Regions from separate parts of the Triticum aestivum genome. Here region 1 is linked to region 2. A link is a contact called in public HiCAR-type data. All regions are on one chromosome and are shown on one strand. Each heading gives the region's core, a stretch centred on a gene start, on an enhancer-like site or on the middle of the called end of the contact. The rest is flanking DNA. Distances are from core to core; before and after follow the strand shown.

Region 1 (6,048 bases), core at 2,546-5,045, 380 kb after region 2:
AGGTTGAAGCGGGAGCAGGACAGGGGGTCTGTCGGATGAAGGGGCTCATTGTCCTCTCCGACTCTGACGGCGGCGACAGCGGCACCTCGTCGTCTGACGACCAAGACCCTCCACCAGGCTCCGACACCTACAGCTGCGCCGGCGACCGGAAGGGCAAAGGCCCGGCAAGGAAGTGGTGATTCCAGCCCCCTCTTCCTCGATGTTTATATCGTTTTAGTTGTAGAAGTTTATGAACTTTTCCGTAGATGACCTGTGATCTTTTGGATGTGGTGAGGTATGTTTATGTCCATTTGCAGCTGATCTTGTGTTCCTTTACAACTCAATTTTGTTGTCCGTCGTCTGATCACATAGGATAGATCAACGCGTGCATGGGTAGTATGGATATGAGACGCCGGATATGAGATACGCGGATGTAGGACGGCAAATTTGAGGTGTTCCCGATCACTGTCCGCGGCGTTTGAGAGGTCGGATTTGCCATATGTAGTTATAGATGCTCTAATTAAGAGCAACTCTAGCAGACCCCGCATCCTGCCGGCCCGCAAAACGCGTTTGCAGTTCGCGGAAAAACGGCTTTCCGGGCCGGCGCGGACGGACGCAGAGGCAGACCCCCCAAATGGACCCGTATAAAAGGATATTCATGGAATATACTTTTTTACGGGTCGGCTTTGCGGGGTCTGCTCTTGCGCCACTGCATCCCGCATCCCACCAGCCCACAAATATCAAATCCATAGCACAAAAATAAAACAAACATCCACACTACAAAATAATTATTCAAATCACGGAAGCAAACTAAATAATTATTCAATGCCAACATAATACAACAATCATCCAGATTAAAAATAATTATTCAAATCACCAAAGCAAACTAAATAATGCAATACAAAACTTGTCCCGAATACAAATACAAATGAATAGAAATTTTGAGTTTGTTACTGTCCAGCCCTTTGCCAATGGTGCTCAATGAGATCCTCCTGAAGTTGAAAGTGGGTGTTTGCATTTTCAATCTCTTTGTAGGTCTTAAGAAAAGCTCTAATGAGGTTAGGGTCTCTAGCTGGTTTGACATGACTACCCACATTGTCGTAGAAGAACTCCAAGTTCATTCGTATCTAATCTTCGAGAATCATATTGTGAAGGATAACACAGCATGTCATGATATTTTTCAAGGTCCTCTTGTCCCAAAAACGAGCAGGACCACGAACAATGGCAAACCTAGACAAAACCCCGAATGCTCTTTCAATGTCTTTTCGGGCTGCCTCTTGCACCCTTGCGAATTCACAATGTTTTCTAGTTTTGGGATCTTTGATGCTCTTGACAAAGGTGCACCAAGGAGGGTATATACCATCTGCAAGTGCCATCACTAATGTCTGTTGCCGAGAGGTCGCAAGCATCGTCTCAACATCCGAGTCGTCCAAATCGGACGAATGGGAGAGCAAGAACTTCTCGCATGGGCTCAATTCCTTCTACATGGACAAGAATCACACGCCGCGTCAATCAACTAGGCATACCGCTCGTCACAAAGCACAAAACAAACACTAATCGGCGGCTCGTGTGGCGGGTGATCCCGGGCGGCAACGAGGGGCGGGCTCGACGGCGGTCGATCCCCGGCGGCGACAGCGACGAGGGGCGGCTCTTCTCGCCGGATCGGGGGGCGGTGCAGCTTATCGGTGCTGGAGGGTGGGGGCGCCCCCGCGGCGCGATTCCGCCCGCAGATTTGGCCGGAATCGCCGGCGGCAGACGGGCGGAACCAAAGGCGGGCGGCGGCGAAGGAGATGGGGAAAGGCGCGCGGACTGAAATGTCCCTTCCGCTAACCGCTTCACTGAGATACGAGGCACCGCAGGGGCGAGGAGGAAACCCGCGTATTCACGGTTTGGGCCGAGATTTTACCGCGCACCTCAAAAAAAATTACGGGCCGACCGCGTTTGCTGCGTCTGTTCGGGCGGGATTTTCCGCGCCGACCCGCATTTTGATGGTTATTTTGCGGGTCAGGGTTTTTTCCGGGGTCTGGTAGAGTTGCTCTAAGCAGACTCGGCACACACAACTCCATCGCCACGACAGGTGATGTAGTCACATAGCTCAGCAGTTCAGCACACAGCACCTGTTTGGCGTGTTCAAAAGTTCGAATCTTGCAAAGGAAATCTTTTCGCATCTGTTTCAACCACCCCACGGGTTCATTTATAGTATAACTAGATCTTCCAAACAAAGCAAATTTTGCGTGAACAGGTCTAGGGTCTTATCTTTACAGTGTGAACTGCCGCTTTCTCTAAGCTTTTTTTTTCTTCTACCACGTCAGTTCCAAAAAATTGTTTTTTTAGGATCAGTACCAAAATATTGGTTGTGAACTAAAACCATGACAAGTATTTTGGAATAAAAATACTTTTTAATACTTGTTCTGAACTAAAACCTCGACAAATACTCCTTTTTCTTCTACATTATTTTTTAGTGCGAAGGCGCAACAAGCGTCCGGCTTCTCAGGCAGGAATTTTTGGAACATGGTTCCACACGCATCGGTTGAAACACTAAAAAGCGGTTTTTTGATAATAAAAAATGTATGTGTATATGTATTTTCAAAGTTAATTTTTTTTAAGTTTGGCCAATTTTATTGAGAGAAAATCAACACTAGTTATACCAAATAAATACAATATAATACAATACATGTTTCGTGGTATATCTAATGATACTTATTTTGATATTATAAATGTACATAATTTTGCCTATGAACTTGATCCAACCATCCAACCTTACTAATATTGAGTTCTAAAACAAATATGCATCATAGTTTAGGAGAGAGAGAGAGAGAGAGAGTATCTAAAAAAGTAGTACAATCGCATAACAGAATCACGACTGTTAGTACTACCTTGCTCTTGTTGTTTTTTTCCAGATACTACGGCGTCAAAACAACAGTTCAATAAATCTGAACAGGTGTACACATGGCCACAATGTCTTCAATAATACTCGATTATCATGCATTAGGGTGTATGCTTCATGTACTCCCTTCGTCCCACAATATAAGATCATCTTTCAAGCTAACATGATTTAAAAAACGATCTTATATCGTGGGATGGAGGGAGTAGCTTTTAAAAACCTTCGAGGTTAGCCTAGCTTGTACAAGTTTAGTCTTCTACAATTTCTTCGATTAAATTATAGTGCAAAGTTAATGTAAGCCTCAACGTCTTTCTAACATAGGATTAGGTCAACAAACTAGTGATTGGATGGTTAAGAGGACTATTATATCCTCAGTCCACGACAGATCAAACCCCAAATTGACGTTTTGGTGTTTTATTAATGCGGATTATTTCTTTCAATGAGAAGCGATGTTTCCATTGATGACGAGGCGCCCGTGACGAATTTGTCAATCTTAAAACCCCGCAACTTCAACCCAGTTCTTGCGTGTTGGTGTGAGGGTGTGCGTGTGTGCCTGCATTGTAATCGGTGCTTTTCAAAAGAGAAAAGACCTAACCTACTCCATAAATGTCGAATTGGCATTTTTGTCATTGCACAAGGTCAAGGTCATCGTGCACACCCTTTTTTTTATCACAGAATGTTAACATCGTGCGTAATTACATCGGGAAAAAAACATGCCAGGAAAGTAAGGAATTGTGATCTTCAACAGAGCACGCCACCTTGGAATAGACCATTTTCCCAATTAAAAGGGCTTCGTTGCTATGTGACGTAGATTGAGAGGGTCAAACTGCAAAAGGAAAGCCATCGGACACTTGGGCTCTTCTGGCGCAACATGGGCCGCTCGAATGACCCACCAAATTGATCACGACATAATAAAAGGACAGTCGCGTCAGAATCCTTAATGCCGCCTTCATTTGAAGCTTCTCCCCCAGATACGATACGAGAGATAACACACGGCACCGGGTAGAAGAACGAGCCGAACCCAAACACCTCCCTCTCCTCTCCTCTCCTCCTCCACGACGGCTCTTAACCCCATCCTCCCGCCCCGGACCCGAGAGGAAACAAGCCAGGCCATGGGCGACACCACCGCGGCCGCGCCCGCGCCGCCGAGGAAGTTCGGCAGGATCTGCGTCTTCTGCGGCAGCAACTCCGGCAATCGCGCGGTGTTCGGCGACGCGGCGCTCGAGCTCGGCCAGGGGCTGGTGAGTAATGCGCTGGAATGCCGAGGCTGCGCGCGCCCTGTTCCCGGGCGGCCGGGCGCCCCAGAATCCGACGTTCACGGTGGGATTTCCTTTCCTTGCAGGTGACGAGGGGGGTCGATCTGGTCTATGGCGGCGGCAGCATCGGCTTGATGGGCCTGATCGCCCAGACGGTTCTGGATGGCGGCTGCCGCGTCCTCGGGTACCTCGCCGGCCGCCTCTGTTTACAGTCCCTTATATAGTAGTAGTACTCTGCAACCTTCCTAATGGGGTATGTATCTATCCGTTCGATTGTTTTACAGGGTGATTCCAAGAGCACTCATGCCCCTTGAGGTGCGTACCAATCTCTTTCCTTCTAGGTTTTCTTATTGTTCTTATTATGCGTATATATGCGTAGAAATACAGATTGATACGTCATTGTTAATTGCCTAATCGGTTCGTTAGAGAGAGAAATAAGTTTCTGCTACGCAGTGAAGTAGTAGCCGCACGACTCGTCTCTCTGCCTAGAAATTTGGCACGGAATTTCGGAACACTTGCCGATGGATGGGCCATCTGAATCCTATCCTTTTGTTTGGCCCCACCTGTCGGTCTCACGACTTTTCGCGATCACCTAGCAAATATATACTAGTGCTATCTATCTCTGTTGGTCACCCACTCACCATTTGATTCCCGTTTTCTGTTGGGTCCAGACCGATTCACCTTTGCTTGTGGGGTTACAAATAGGTATGTGATCATTGAGGAATTGGACTAGAATAGGGCTGAAATTCCCGACCGTCCGTTTCAGGCCTGTTTCCAATTTCCATACACGCAAAAATGAACCGTCAGCTTGGACTTTTGGGCGGTACAACTTGGAGTTGTAAAGTTGGCCGCTCGGTGGATGTAATAATAGTGTTCAATTTGCCTGCCATGAGGTCGGTCGTCACAAGTTGAGTGAGAAAAGTACGCAAGCAGTGGAGTTTGAATTGCACCATTATGCCTATAGTATGTATATATTGAATTGATGTGGAAGTGCTACTGTCCAAACATCTCTCAACTTTGTAGGATGGTGATAGGAGAAATCTGAAAATGATGTATATGTAGCCTATTTCATTTCTTTGCGTAATGAAACACAAAAACTTGTGTTTCAGATATCTGGTGCAAGTGTTGGAGAAGTAAAGATAGTCTCTGACATGCATGAGAGGAAAGCTGAGATGGCGCGACAAGCCGATGCGTTCATTGCTCTCCCGGGTATGCACGACCCGATTCTACATGTTCTTCCCTGACCCTTTTTGAATGGGCTAATGCGTCAACCTGACAATGCTTACATGATTATTACTTTGTGGACACCAGGAGGGTATGGAACAATGGAGGAGTTGTTAGAGATGATCACATGGTCGCAGCTCGGAATCCATGACAAACCAGTGAGTATTATGACTCCTAGTACTAGTAATACATTGCCATAGCCTTGAATGAGTGCATTGTGGGCTATGGCAGTTGACAAATGAGAGTCTGCTACAGACACCGTGCTCTTCATATAAAAAACTAATAATCCAGGCGCACTGATGATTGACTTGAACAGGTTGGCTTGCTAAACGTCGACGGGTACTATGATCCGTTACTCGCGCTGTTCGACAAGGGCGCGGCAGAAGGTTTTATTAAGGCCGATTGCAGGCAGATAATCGTGTCGGCGCCAACTGCCCACGAACTGCTGACGAAAATGGAGGTGAACTGACCTCACTGCCCACTACACTTTAATACGCGTCCTTGAGTTTAAAACGCCTGGCCTCGTTGACAAACAGCATTGTTATTGTGTTGAATGATTCTCTCGATTGTGCTCAGCAATACACCCGTTCACACCGGGAGGTGGCGTCGCGGACGAGCTGGGAGATGACCGAGCTGGGCTACGGGAAAGCTGCGCCGGAGCCAGAGGAGGAGGCATCGTGCTGATGTGTGGCAGGCGTCGTCGTC
Region 2 (5,743 bases), core at 2,585-5,084:
GGGATTCAACAAAATTGGGGGACACTTAATTTTCTTTCTTCTATCATGTCCTGTAAATGGAAGTGCGACTCAGGCAGGCTAAAACAGCAGAACAGAGTGCAAATCCTCCTAAAATATTCAGACTATCAAGGAGTTAATCTAATTGGCTGGAGCAACATAGACGTCCAAGATTGTCTGGCGTGTTCAATACTAAATGTGCACCTTTTGAAGTGCAAGTAGAAAACAAAATCGGAACTGTAAAAAGAAAACTTAATGCGTAACCGTCACCAGGACTACCTTGATATAATTGAGGCTCAGACCAGCAAATAATTGTCTCCATCCCTGTGTTTGTTTGATGATCTTAAGCCCCTGGAATGTACCTGTTATTCGTGGGCCACCAGACTGATCATGCTGCAGATGACTTTGAACCTAAAAAGTGGCAAATAAGAAGTGATGAACAATTGACGGGTTTGTTAAGAACATTTAAAATGATCGTCTAAAAGTACGAAGTATCATATGGAACAAATGAAGTACCTGCATTTGTCTCCTGACTACATCTAGTGGGTAGGTTAAAGTCTGTCCAAATAAACCAGCTGCGGCACCACAGGATAGTTTTAATGTGACAGAATTTTTGTAATCTTCAGGTACGTGTGCCTTCAGCCCTTCATATATGTAGAATTTAAGACCAGCATAGGGGAGTATTCCCATTAGCGTTGGACCTGAATGCAAATAGCTCAGATTGAGGCATCAACAGTATAACAACCACAGCGAAAATAAAGGTAATAAAATTATCTAGACACAAAATAATAAGAATATATATGGCTCACAGCAAGTATAGATGGTGTTTAAGTACTAGTGGTATAACATGGCTGTAAGACTGTATCCATACCTACTCCACGATACAGCGCCCGCACTCCACCTTCTGAGTAAACACCTCTGAAGACATCTTTTATTCCTCCATATGATGGTGGAGCACTTGGCCTTTTCAAACCATTGCTCAGTTGATCATTGTTATTAACCTGTAAGCAATGTAAAACAAGTTCAACACAACAGAATGAAAGTTAAAAAATAGCAATTCAAACAACACAAGGGATCTTCCTAGAATTTGGGAACATCACTACTACTAGAACCCAGAAACAAAATTGTATTGAAGGAACAACATACTTGTTCACAAGAGATGACTGATGGACAGTTCAGAGTTTAGGCACCATTTTCTAGTGGTAATGTGATTTACTAGTTTACTAGTCCGTGAACTTGCACAGATAGGTGTTGTTATCTCACAGCAGCATAATGCAAACAGTTGAGCAGGAATACACTTTATGCAATGTACTTTACAAAAATGCTTAGGTAATCCCCTGAGCAACGTAATCAGGTGTTGACCTCCTGAACCTACAAAAGTACTGCCTCAATGCTTCAAAAGGAAGTTTATAAATTTTGTCTTAAGGCAAACGGTGCAAAGTTTGAACATGTTTGACTTCAAACAAAATTATTAAGCCTTTCAAGGATGGAGGGAGTATGCCAAAATACAGCCTGGTGGCGGTTTAGGATGCCAGATTTGCTAAAATATGGATGTGGTTTTGTCGTGCGTGCAGCTTATATCAGCACATTCTCTAACAGCCCAGCAACATCCTAGTCAGTTATAGCAGATAAAAATGGTTCCTCATTCCAACATAATGAACTGATGTTTCATCAAATACTGAAGTTCTTACAAAATTAATCATCAGACAAATATCCAGAACACTGTAGAAAAAGGATTTTTATTTTGTTGTCATCATAGCAAAATTTGGTGACTTAAGGTACATACGTGACAAACCGACATCCATGTCAGCGAAATCACACCTCAAAGTTCCTCGATGAACCAGCTCTCTATATTCAGGGGTGTATATCTGTTTGTGCAGTACAAGAGTTGAATGGAATTGTGTGTGTCCGAGTGTGAGTGTACAAGTATGTCCAGGGAGAGGCAGGAGAGGGGGGAGGGGACAAAGTTATAGAAGCGCCTTTCACCAATTTGTTGGGTATCAGTTTTAAGATCGTTTTTGCAAACAATTTTGTTGACTGTATGATTAATTATTACCTTATCAAACCAATTTGATACTCAGTACTAAGACTGTGCTCTACGATTGAGTATGAATATGTAAGCACAGGAGTACACAGTAATACGACAACAACAAAGCCTGCTAAAATGTGAGCACACAGTACAATACCTGGAATGCAAGCTTGGTCCTAGCCAAGTCCAAGGGATAAGTGCACAAGACTGCAGTCCCCCCTGATGCTGAGCCTGCTAAAAGATCTACCACAGGTCCTGTGCCAAGTGTAGGGCAGTTACCCAAGATCCAACACCTGTATCGCTCATACGCCATATAATGTAATGCAGCATAAGGAACAATTCTTAACACACTGGCACCATTTCCCCTGAAGTAGTACCAAGGCATGGTTAGCTAAACATATTATATGCATCTTCTGTAATAATAGTATACAAGTAATGACTTGAATTGCAACATACTTGTAAAATCCCAAGACGCCATCATGTTTTCTCAGTTTATTCAAGGATTTCAGAACTCCGAGAGACCTGAACTCATTTGTTCTAGTCTGCAGAATCAGAAAGTAAGAATGTGTTAGCAATCATAATCATTTAGAAACTTATAACTTGAATGAGAACATCTAAACCTCCCAAAATAGTATCACGCGCAAATTAGGCATGCAAAACTAATGAAGCAGCTGGCAGCTACTGCCGCATCTTGCATATACAAGACCAACAGAAGCAGACACTATCAATCCTATGGAAGTGGAACTTGCTACCTCTCACATCAAGAATAGCCTTCTTTACAAAAGATGAATAAGAGGATTCACCAAATGGCACCACAAGTTGCATGGAGAAGATGTCAGAATGCTGAGAAAATCTCTCATGACCATATCCCAGCAATGCAGCCCTCCAAAATCTCTCATGCTTAATGGAACAACGTTAATAGACCTAGGCATGCTTATGGTACAGAATGTAGAAGCGCCTATAGCACAGCCTCACATCTGCAAGTCTGCAACTGCCAGGCGTGCCATGTAAATCGGTTTCACTAACACAGAGCTAATGTTCTATGTCAACAGAACTGATGCACAAAGGCACACTTGCGAATCAGTTTCATTGGCATGGGACTCGTGTCGAGGGACGTCCAGTCACATTCAATCACAGGCTTAGGAGAGGCGTGTCCTTCTCAATATTAAGGAGCGTGTTATCACATTCACGGGCTTCAAAATCGCCTTTCGACTAACAACAATCTTGACGTTGACATATCATGCCTAAAGCCGCATACCCACGAAAACTCCATGAACAAAATCTCTATCATCCATGTGGGCGGAGGAAACGAACCTGTAGCAATATCTTGAGGCGCTCGAGCGGCGCGATGGCGGTCTTGGAGAAAGCACCGGCGACCCCGCCGGCAATCATCTCCTTGGCGAAGACGGGCATGAGGTCCAGCGCGCAGAGGTCGACCCGGGCCGCCGCCACGGCAGCCGAGCCCTGCGAGGGGGTACCCATGCCGACGGCGCGCTCCTTTCATCCAAATCAAGCACCCCCAGCGCGAAGAATATCCTCCTGGGGCGCCGGCCCGAAGGATCCCGCCGGGCGGGTCACGCGCGCGGCGGTCCGGTCAGGCCAGCCCGGCCTTGCGGCCCACGGCTCCTCCGCCGCCGCCGGATTTGACCGAGGCGACGACCTGCTTCCCACGGCCACGGGGGTCGATTTGCGGTTTGCTCTTGCACTTTTTTTTGGAGATATATAATATAATAAAAATGAATGTTGAGGATGGAGGGGGAGAAGTGCAGGGCGTGGCGTGGTGGCGGTGGCCGAAGGGGCGATGAGTAATATGCGGGAGAATCTTCGCGGCCAAACCTTAAATATCAACGCCGGTTGCCAGGAAAGCAGGTGTGCTGCTTTGGTTCGCGTGTGGCGCCCTACTACCCGTGCGTGGAAATGTCTGGCGAGTCTTGTTCCGAAACGTGCAGTCCAAGGAGTCGTACACGTGAAGAGTCCAAATTGCACTTTTCCCTTTTGAGATGAGAATCCGCCCATCGTTCGGCGGAAACATGTCCGATTTGTGCAACTTCAATGCAAAAAGAGATCACATCGAAGGAGTACAAAGGAATCATCTGGTAATAAAACTTTGGATGTGTCTAGGACACATCTAAATATGCTCTAATTATTGCACATCTAGAATCAAGCATAAAGAGAAAAAAATATCCACACGAATCTCAATGTAAGATTAATGACATGGGACTTAGATGTGCAATAATTATGGAACATCTAGATGTGCTTTAGCAAAACTGTAAAACTTTTTTGCAGGGTAATAATGAGTTTTTATCCATTTTGGCACTAATTGTGTCGCACTAAATAATTGCCACTAAAAATTTCAACTTCTCAAAAATGACTATTAAGTGTGCAAAAAAACACCACGCAACACCGTTATCATTTGGTCAAAGGCCATTGATCGGGTTGAAGTGACCAAAATACCCCTAAACCACACTTATCAACGCTATCCTATAACCCGTGGGTCCCAGTTGTCAGCACAGAGAATGAAACTATAACCAAAAGTAACAAGACGTGGGGATTCGTTCACCCGCACGTGAAACTTAAAAATTAGGACCCATATGTTACAGTGAGTCGTGGAGGGAACACTGGCAAGTGGTGTCCGGGGATATTTTGGTCACTTCACCCTGGTCAATGATCTTTGACCGATCGGTAATGGTATCGAGTGACTTTTTAGCACATGCTTACCGGAAGGATGTATTTTTCAAGTAGTTGAAAACTTCTAATGAAAATTTTGAATGGTATGACACAACTACCGTAAAATTGCTAGAGCATCTGCAACCGGACCCCTCAAACCCACCTCATACGCCTGGGCGGGCTGCCCATCCACGATTTTTTGACGCAGACGGGCCCTTCAAACGGCCCTCAAACGCCCGGGTTGACCGGCACCCCCATATCCAGCCCAAATATGGGGTGGATATGGGGGCGCCTAGGCGCCCGAGCACGCCCGCCACGTCGGACTGACGAAAGGGTCCCGGCCGGAAACGCCCTCAAACCCAGCGGTCCGAAACTCGTCTCCTCCGTCGGACCGGTGGCGCAGCTCCAGCAGGCCGCGTGGTGCATTGCCCGGCTATTTAAGTCGACCGGCGGCACCGAAACCCTACCATCCATCCCCATTTTTCTCCTCATGTCCGCCGCCGCCGCCACTTTCCACTCCACCCTTCCGCCTAGTAGCCATGCCCCCATGCCGCCGGGTGAGGAGCGAGCCCTTTCTGACGCCGGAGCGCCGGCTCGAGCTCCTTGAGCAGATCCCGGCTAGGCGCTAAGCCCGGATCGCCGCGGGGCTACCTCCGGATGAAGTGGATCCGGAGGAGGAGTTGGAGGAGGAGGTGGTGGTGGAGGAGGACGAGGGCGATGGCGAAGAGGCAGGCCATCCTCGATTCCCTCTGGACGGAGTCGGCTGTGGAGGCAAGACGCCGTCATCAGCAAGAGATGGAGGCGCAAGAGACCGCGGAGGAGGCGGAGATGTTCGCCTACATGGATGAGGTCGAGCAGGAGGAGGATGAGTCGAAGCCCTCCTACCCGGCACCGTCGTCGTGGACATCTGCGAGTACGTAGATTAGCCAGGGTAGTACGTAGATGTAGTGCGTAGGATTACTTTTACACGTTTTGTATGGATCTAGGGGTTGAAAACTGGCAGAGGCAGATGCAAAGTGGCTAATTTAAGGCGTGCCTGGTCAATGCACG

The links. HiCAR-type assays count read pairs that join an accessible place to other places.
Region 1: a HiCAR-type map of leaf shows a contact between it and region 2, with 6 times the contacts expected there. The contact joins the promoter of LOC123078846 here to the promoter of LOC123078844 in region 2. A contact is called at or near these places in 3 of 5 Hi-C or Micro-C datasets (all in leaf) and 1 of 1 datasets of contacts at active chromatin or transcription factors (leaf).

What each region holds. Positions count from the first base shown.
Region 1 is chr3D:354,159,864-354,165,911 of IWGSC CS RefSeq v2.1, forward strand. It overlaps LOC123078846 (probable cytokinin riboside 5'-monophosphate phosphoribohydrolase LOGL1), which reads left to right and starts at 3,796. Exons shown (of 7, transcript XM_044501483.1): 1 at 3,796-4,104; 2 at 4,206-4,303; 3 at 4,404-4,434; 4 at 5,229-5,328; 5 at 5,431-5,501; 6 at 5,660-5,803; 7 at 5,920-6,048. The coding sequence starts at 3,976. The coding sequence ends at 6,027.
Region 2 is chr3D:353,775,490-353,781,232 of IWGSC CS RefSeq v2.1, forward strand. It overlaps LOC123078844 (mitochondrial carrier protein CoAc1), which reads right to left and starts at 3,835. Exons shown (of 7, transcript XM_044501479.1): 1 at 3,341-3,835; 2 at 2,483-2,568; 3 at 2,184-2,391; 4 at 869-998; 5 at 514-698; 6 at 277-408. The coding sequence starts at 3,508.